Regions from separate parts of the Sus scrofa genome. Here all the other regions are linked to region 1. A link is a contact called in public HiChIP or PLAC-seq data. All regions are on one chromosome and are shown on one strand. Each heading gives the region's core, a stretch centred on a gene start, on an enhancer-like site or on the middle of the called end of the contact. The rest is flanking DNA. Distances are from core to core; before and after follow the strand shown. Region 1 holds the start of DENND6A (protein DENND6A). Region 2 holds the start of PDE12 (2',5'-phosphodiesterase 12). Region 3 overlaps SLMAP (sarcolemmal membrane-associated protein).

Evidence for each region. HiChIP or PLAC-seq counts read pairs in DNA pulled down with a chosen protein or histone mark.
Region 2: an H3K27ac HiChIP or PLAC-seq map of alveolar macrophages shows a contact between it and region 1. The contact joins the promoter of PDE12 here to the promoter of DENND6A in region 1. A contact is called at or near these places in 1 of 5 promoter capture datasets (fetal liver), 1 of 47 Hi-C or Micro-C datasets (heart right ventricle) and 1 of 2 datasets of contacts at active chromatin or transcription factors (alveolar macrophages).
Region 3: a contact with region 1 is called in an H3K27ac HiChIP or PLAC-seq map of skeletal muscle. The contact joins the enhancer-like site here to the promoter of DENND6A in region 1. A contact is called at or near these places in 5 of 47 Hi-C or Micro-C datasets (epiblast stem cells, fetal heart ventricle, psoas muscle and 1 more) and 2 of 2 datasets of contacts at active chromatin or transcription factors (alveolar macrophages and skeletal muscle).

Annotation. Positions count from the first base shown.
Region 1 is chr13:39,522,704-39,525,403 of Sscrofa11.1, reverse strand. It overlaps DENND6A (protein DENND6A), which reads left to right and starts at 1,294. Exons shown (of 20, transcript XM_021069010.1): 1 at 1,294-1,619. The coding sequence starts at 1,383.
Region 2 is chr13:39,394,227-39,396,926 of Sscrofa11.1, reverse strand. PDE12 (2',5'-phosphodiesterase 12) reads right to left here and starts at 1,410. Exons shown (of 3, transcript XM_001926462.5): 1 at 1-1,410. The coding sequence starts at 1,286. It overlaps DNAH12 (dynein heavy chain 12, axonemal), which reads left to right and starts at 1,661. Exons shown (of 75, transcript XM_021069807.1): 1 at 1,661-1,931.
Region 3 is chr13:39,683,792-39,686,491 of Sscrofa11.1, reverse strand. SLMAP (sarcolemmal membrane-associated protein) reads right to left here. Exons shown (of 21, transcript XM_021069059.1): 12 at 892-951. Among named protein-coding and RNA genes, the nearest start is that of FLNB, 100 kb to the left of the region's middle. Within about 2 kb of position 1,416, at least 18 of the 83 cell types and tissues checked have an H3K27ac peak or open chromatin away from gene starts, as enhancers often do. A contact at or near this core is called in skeletal muscle, where this site is marked.

The DNA.
Region 1 (2,700 bases), core at 45-2,544:
AAAAAAAAAAAAAAAAAAAAAAAAAAAAAGAAAAAAGAAAGAAAGAAAAGAAAAGAAAAAAGTATGAATACAGTGCTGTTTTTATTTATTTATTTAATTTATTATTTTTTTTTTTTTTTGCATGGGAAGTTCCTGGGCCAGGGATCAAACCCATGTCACAGCAGTGACCTGAGCCACAGCAGTACAATGCTAGATCCTTCCTGCTGAACCACCAGGGAACTCTGTGTGTTCCTTACTTACATCCACTGTGCAGTTTATGCTCACATAGTAGGTGCTGAATAAATCCGGTCAGTAGTATCAAGTTGGACCTATAAAAATAACAATTCAACAAACCAACTACCTCCTGGGTGCCTAGCTCAATGCTGAGCTCCAAGAATATAAAGCTGCTTGAGACTAAACCCTTGCTAAGTGATCCAGATTGCTGTGGAGGCCAACCTGGTGTTCCAGAGAGCTCTTGGGATGCTGCTGTGTGAATGCTGAATGAGTCACGGACAATTAGGCCAAGAAAGGTGGGAGAGGGCTTGGTGGAGAGGGAACAGCTGAATGAAGGGATCTCTCAGTCAGTAGGTTGCCTGAGTGAACTGTAAATCAGCATCAGAATGTTAATACTTGCTTGGCAGGTCATGTAACCTCTCAAAACCTCAGTTTCTTTATCTAAAAATAAATAAATAATAGTGACCACCTACTAGCCATGATGCGAACATTCAGTGAAGTAATATTTGTAAAGTACTTGCTTGGCACATCATCTGGCACAGAGTAAATGCTCAATTTAGCCACGTTACTAATTTTTTTTTTTAAATTAAAGTGTGGTTGATTTACAGTGTTTCGTCAGGTTCTGTTGTACAGCAAACTGACCCAATCACACACATTTCCTGTGCTTTACAGTAGGTCCCATTGCCCATCCATTCCAAATATAAGAATTTGCACCCAAAAAACCCCCCAAAATGCCCATCCATCCCATTCCCTTCCCTTTCCCCCCTGGGAACTCGAAGTCTGCTCTTCTTGACCACTATATTTTAACATTTTAATAATACCTTATAATTATGAATGATGACATTTCAAGAATACTTCATTTCCTGGTCGTTGGACTGCGAAGGAGGATCCCAGGATTCACTGTATCAGTGTTGAGGAACATTGAGGAAAGGAAGCCAGGGCCCGCTTCTCAAGTTCAACCAAGCGCTTGCCTGACGTCCCCACATCTACGCTGTGGTACACGAGGACTGGTGCAGAGCCGGGCTCCCAGGGTCACGTGGGTCGCGGCCCCGCCCCGGCTGAGCCCGTCCCCCGCGGCTGCACCAGAGGCGGCTGCGCCTGCGCGGAGCCAGGCGCGCTGTGCAGCGCGGTCCGCGGTGGGGGCGGCGCGAACAGCAAGGGGGAGGCGGATGGCTCTGCGGGGCCTGGCAGGCTCGGGGCCCGGTTCCCGCGGGCCGGCGGATGAGGCGGTGGCGACGGACGAGGAGCGCGAGGCATCTGCCTTGGTGGCGGCGGGAGCTGTATCGGAGGAGGATGAGGAAGACGAGGGCCGCGGCCGGGGCCTGCTGCGCTGGGACGGCTTCTCTGCCTGGCTGCACTGCGTGTGTGTGGTGGGCTTCGACCTGGAGCTGGGCCAAGCCGTAGAGGTGAGGCCCAGCCGCACCTTGACCCCGTGTGCGACCCGGGTCCCCGCGCCGGGGCGGTCCCAGCAGAGTGTGTGGCTCGCGGGCCGGCCTGCCTGGACCCCGGCCGATGCGCATCCGGGCGTGGCCGGCCGCCCCTCCGCCAGTATACTGGGCTGCGGTCCAGAGTTAGTTCCCTTGGGAGGATCGTGGGCTGTGGCTAGGGGTGAAAAGTTCTCTCTCGGCCCCTTCTAGATTCTTGTTGACCGTCATGTTTTCTTTTTCTTTTTTTTTTAACCCGGTATCACAGGAATAACTAGAATGGTTAGCGGCACCCAGGGAAGACTGCAGGCAGGATGTTTAGGACTTTGTCAAGAATGGAACAATGCCCATGACATACGGTGAACTATAATAGCCAAACGCCACACAACCAACATTTTTTTTAGACCTATAGATTGTTTTAATCATTAGCAGTAACTCCAGAGCATTCCACTCAGCCTGAGCCGAAATGCTTTTCTCAGAAAGCATTTTCTCTTTTGCTTTTGTTCCTCATTTCTGTTGTTTCTTGATAGTGCTTCTGAAACGGCTTGAAAGCTGATATCAAGATGAACATAAGGAAAATAGTTGGCTTGTGAATCTGTCAAGTTTTCCTATAACACCTTATCGGAAGGCTTTGTAATCTTAACTACTCTTCACATTATTTAGGGTCCCTTTTGTAGCACAGGAGATCGCTTGTCTTTATGTATCCAAGAAAAACATTATTAGAACGACCTAGGGTTAGAAGATTGTTTTGTTTTGTTTTGGTGGTAATGACAGATTTTAATTAACCATTTAATTCTGACTTGAGTGGCTTGAGTTGGCTAGAAAATTGGCCGGGGAGGTTTTTCTTAATGTGAACTGTGTATTCAGCTTGTTTTCTCTGTGTTTTATTATTATATATCTCAATACACATTGTTTCCATTAAGATCTTGGCATTGTGCTGGACACACAAACATGAAGGATATGCTCTAACCTGTATTTGTAGATTGAGACTACAATTTAGAGGAGAACCTAGATTAATCACTCTGGGAGAGAGAGTTAAATGCAATGCCTGGCGCATGGTGGT
Region 2 (2,700 bases), core at 161-2,660, 130 kb after region 1:
AGCACCTTTTCCTGCGCTGCTGGGTATAAAACCAGTTTCTCCAGCAGTTCTTTGTGAAGTGGGTCGGACTGCAGGGCCTCATGGAAAGCAATGTCATGCTGGCTAAGGAGGCTGAACTTGGACTTTCGGTAAAAAGTAGCGAGGCCTTCATGCTGCTTGATTCGAAACACGCCCTCCAGCCCAAAGGCCTCGAGGGCCGGCACCAAGCTGTCTGTAAACACGTCGCGGTCAACTTCCTGCAAACAGATGAGGTCGGCGTTGTAGCCCGTGAGTTCCTTTTGGATAAGGTTCTGGCGGTAGTCGAGTTCCAGGGCGTAAGGGGCACAGTACGGGTACAGGACCGTCCGTGAGAACTCAGTCTGGGCATATGTGTCGGCCAGAAGGTTGTAGGAGACTGTGCGGATGAGGGCGTCGTCAGTCACCTTCTTCGTGTAGAGATGCCGGTGGTCAAAGGTGCACGTGCCGGGCCCGGCCTCCACCGAACACACACTTTCCAATTCTCGGCTTGGTCCGAAGCGCTGCCCATTGCCTGGGGTACAATGAAGTTTGAGCCGTAGCCCGATGTCAGCATTGGACGGGGTGTAGACGCGCTCGTTCACACCCGTCTCGGTCCAACCAGGAGAAGGTGAAGAGGGAGACAATGACGAGGGGCCTCCGCCCTCAGGCTCCACCGCTGTAGGTTTGGTTTCCTTGTACCAGCGGAAGAGGGAGCCGGCGGGATCCCCAAATTCGAGGCCGAGCTTGGGGCACACCGGGAAGCCGGCCATGATGTAGCGCGGCAACTGCAGCTCGGTGAGGGAGGGCGGGTTGCGCTCTACCTTGTATTTGACATCGCCGATCTGCAGCACCGCACCGTCCTGCCAGGCGTCCACATTGAGCACGTCTTCAGCCACTGCCTCCTCCCGGTAGTACAGCTTCACTACGGGTTCGCAGGCTGCAGCCGGCTCGGGCCCAGACCCCGCACAGGCCCCACCGCCGCCTGCGTTTGGCCGGTTCTTCCTGCTCTTCCTGGCCGCGGCCGCCTTAGCGTGGCCTTTGAGAGCATTAGTAGCGATCCGGCTGAGGGCCCGACCCAGCGGCTCGCTCTGGTCGCGCTGCATATTCTTGTGGCTACCGTCGGCCAGAGCGAAGGACAAGCTAAGCTTAGGCTCCGAGGGCACACAGCGCACTACAGCGCGCTCCATCACGCCTGCCGCGGTCTCAGTCGCCGCCTCAGCTCGACTGTGCCGCTCCACCGCCGTGCGGACCCCACGAAGCGCGGCGCGGGCGCCTGGGAGCCTCCACATGAACCTGGTGGCCTAGCGGCTGACGAGACCTGCGGCTGAACGGCCGCTAAGCGTCAGGGAGAGACAGAGGAGCAGCAGCCACCGGCTCCAGGACCCATTCAGTTCCTCAACTTCCGGCCGGCGAGGAGAGTGCGCACGGTGCTCTCGCCCCGCACTTTCGCCAGGCCTGCTAATCTGCTAATTTTCTTCCACAGCTACGTCTGCCTCCAATCCATCCCAGCTTAATTTTTATATCTAACTCTAGCTATAAGGCTAGAAAAATAAAAACATGGAGGCTTCAGAGGGGAATATTAGACTTAATGGTTTATCGAAAGTGCAGTTAGCAGGCGGAAGAGAAGGCGCGCCCAAGCTCAAGTGGTTGAGGCGGTGTAGCGAGTTTCGTTTCCCCGAAGGATCCTGGCGCCTTATCTGGGCTCTGACCGCCTCCTTTCTTGTGCTGCCTGGAGCTGCCCTGCGCGAGGGCGTGAGGAGATCCCCCTGGACTGCCAGCCCGGGTTCGGGCGTGGAAAATATTTCTCAGTTCCTCTCCTCACTATTCCCGACACTGCTAACCCTCTTCCGAAGTGTGGGTTTGCCTCAGGCCCAGTCAGCGCCGACGCGCCCAGCAGAGTTTTTGTGATAGCTAATAACCAGGAACGATAAATAGTAAGTTCCAGTTACAGATGTGAGGTCCGGAAAGATTAAGTTACCTGCTCTAGGTCAAACAGACTTTGCTGAATGAATGACAGGTGACAGGATAGCTACTGGGTAAGAGGAAATGGGAAGTGTAACTTCCTTGAAACCCACATGAAAAAAGTAGTTCAAGAAACAGATTTTGTGTTGAATATAATTAATATTCTATGATTTACTGAAGGGGAAAAAACCCTTTAAGATTCAGAACAAGTTGAGAATTCTCTCGGCAAATGATCTGTGTCCACTTTCCTTCTACAACTAGAGTATTTATTTATTGGGTATCTAAAAATAAACTACACATTTTCTTCTGGATTACAGTGAGGAAAATAAGCCTTTTCTACAGGAAGGATGAATTTTGCTGTTATTTGAAATTTATATACATGTCCTCCCCCTCTCCACACAGCAAGCATTTGACAAAGTGACCGAATACTGGTGATATTTATGTGATCTAGAGCTACCTAGTAGGGTTAAAAGTCACTACATTATATCAACTAAGTGCCCTAAACAAGTTTCATTTCCCCAGTTTATAGTATCCACGTTAGCAAGTATTTTAAAATGGCGTTTTTCTTATCTCCAGCATTTTTCTTCATGCAACTTAAGCAGAACTCAATCTTAAATTATTCAACTTAAAGAATGATAAAAGCTGTATTAGAAAATGTGACTTTCCTTTAAGCAAGCTGATGTAATTGAACTCTTGCAGTCTTAATCCCAATTTTGAGACAGATGCCTTGAAGTGCCATTC
Region 3 (2,700 bases), core at 167-2,666, 160 kb before region 1:
CACAAAACTCCAAATGGAAGCCACCAGATAGTTGAAATAACACTATCCTTTTAAAAGTTTTTAAAAGCCAAATGGATCCAGTTACCTTCATAAAACAGAATGTAATGAAGACAAGTATTGCGAACTTTTATCACTCATTGTTTTAACTAACCAAAATGTGAATTTAGTTTTAAATTTCAAACTGGCATGTTCTTCTGATGAAAGTCTTATAATGATAATGAACATATGTCACTAAATTTATTTGCCTGATTTCCCCGTACATAAAAGTGATTTGACAATATGTTGCTTTAAAACTCACTTTTCTTCTCTGACAGTCATAACAGAAAAGAATTAACAAAATAAATCACTTCAGACAATTACAGGACTATTCATTATAAAATATAAGAAGGTTTTATATAATCACTTTTGTTTAAATAAAAAATTGAGATGTTAACAATTAAGATAACATTAAAAAATGTCATTAGGAATATTAAAGCAGAATAACCACAAAAATAGAACTGCAAGCATTTTCCACCTGTTTCAAAAAAAACTTACATTGAATTTGATTAAAAATTTGAGATAAAAGCTGAAAATAATGCTGGAAGTAAGACAGAGATCGCAACAAATCTTTAATACTCAAAGAAACCTATTCCAAGCATTACAACACACACACACACACACACACACACACACACACACACACACTCACTCCCATTTAAAAAGAAACTTTCTGATGAATACATCCTTCTTAAAAGAGATTTCTGTTTTATATTATTATCTGATACTGTTATTGGATTGCCATTTTGTAAGCTATAAGAAATAAATTCATGTTAAAATACATGACCTTGTACACTAGCCTTCATTATCCAAAAAAGTTGTCAAACCCACCAAAAAATCCCACAGAAAACGAACCTTTTGAAAGCTTTGTTTCTTCTACCACTTTGGTTAGATGCCCCTCGACGATCAGCTTCTCTGCCAAAGAAAATAAACGTTACTATCCAAGCCCAAACTGAGGAGCAAGCATTTCCCCGAGCGGGGCAGTACAACACATTCCATGACCAAATTTAAAGATGATAACATTACTCCCATGACTAGGCGTGAACAAAAACTTGAACCTAGAAGGGGAACTAAGGGAACTTGAGCTATGATAGAATAATCAGGTCAATGCAGAAATCTGAGGATAAGGGAAAATTTGCCTTCAGTTTTCATTATTTTTCATCTTATTTTAAAAGTCTAGAACTTTTAAAAAAGAACTCAGAACAAACAAAGCAATCCCCTTTAAATCAAGATATTTAGTTGAAACAAACGAATTCTGAGAAGGTATTTAATTTAGATAAAGAAATAATATAGGAGTTTCCATTGTGGCTCAGTGGTAACAAAGCTGACTAGCATCCATGAGGATGCAGGTTTGACCCATGGCCTCGCTCAGTGGATTAAGGATCTGGCGTTTCAGTGAGCTGTGATGTAGGTCACAGGTGTGGCTTGGATTCCAAGTCGCTGTAGCTGTGGTGGAGGCTGACAGTTATAGCTTCAATTCGACCCCTAGCCTGAGAACTTCCATATGCCATGGGTGAGGTCCTAAAGAGACAAAAAGAAAAAAAAAAGGAAATAATGTTATACCAACAGTTTATTTTTCTCTTTTGATACAATTTAGGAGGGATGCCTGTATGACATGTTTAAGTAAAATGAATCCGTTCAGAAGAGCTAATTATTTAAAGAAACTAAAATTAAAACAAAATTTTATGGGGGATCCTTTGCAAATGTATAATGCAGCTTCTTTATAGTTTATTTAAAGTTGGATTTTTATATTCTGCCTTTCACTCAGGAGGATAATATATCTATTTCACTTAATTGATCCTGTATGTCGGTTGGTTTCCTTCAGTTTACACTTTTACAATATGTGAAATAATTTCCCTGTTCTTCTACTCTTTGATCCACTTCAACTTGGTCTACACCCATCATTCAACCACTGAAACCACTCCAAGATCACTATAACCTCCTATCTGCCAATACCCACAGCTCCTTTTCATGATTTTCATTTCATTTAGGGTTTTTGCAGGATATGGCACCGTTTGCCTAAACCTTTTTGAAAAAAAAAAAAGTTAAAGTAATAGATTCAGATAATTTTAAAGGGCCTTAGTCCTTCAAGATATATAATGTAAGCTGCCCTACTCCATTCCATTCCTGAAAATCACTTCCTACAAGCAACAACTTTTTAATCTCTAGCCATTTCTTTGGCTCTTTACATTTACATTTCTAAATAATATATTGCTTTTTAAAATATACATATATTTTAGGGCCACACTGGTGGCACTTGGAGGTTCCCAAGCTAGGGGTCGAATCAGAGCTGTAGCTGCTGGCCTACACCACAGCCACGGCCACAGCAATGTAGGATCCGAGCTGCGTCTGCAACCTACACCACAGCTCACAGCAACACCAGATCCTTAGCTCACTGAGCGAGGCCAGGGATCGAACCTGAGTCCTCATGGATACTAGTTGGGTTTGTTAACCACTGAGCCATGACAGGAACTCCTACACATCTTTTAACCCACTCAGAGAGGCCAGAGATTGAGCCTGCACCTTCATGGATACTAGTCAGCTTCATCATCACTGAGCCATCACGGGAATTCCTATATTGCTATTTCTTAATTTTTCCATTTTAGACATTATTTACCGACAATCTCTCATAGATGAGTAAGCTCTCGTATCCTATCATCATCC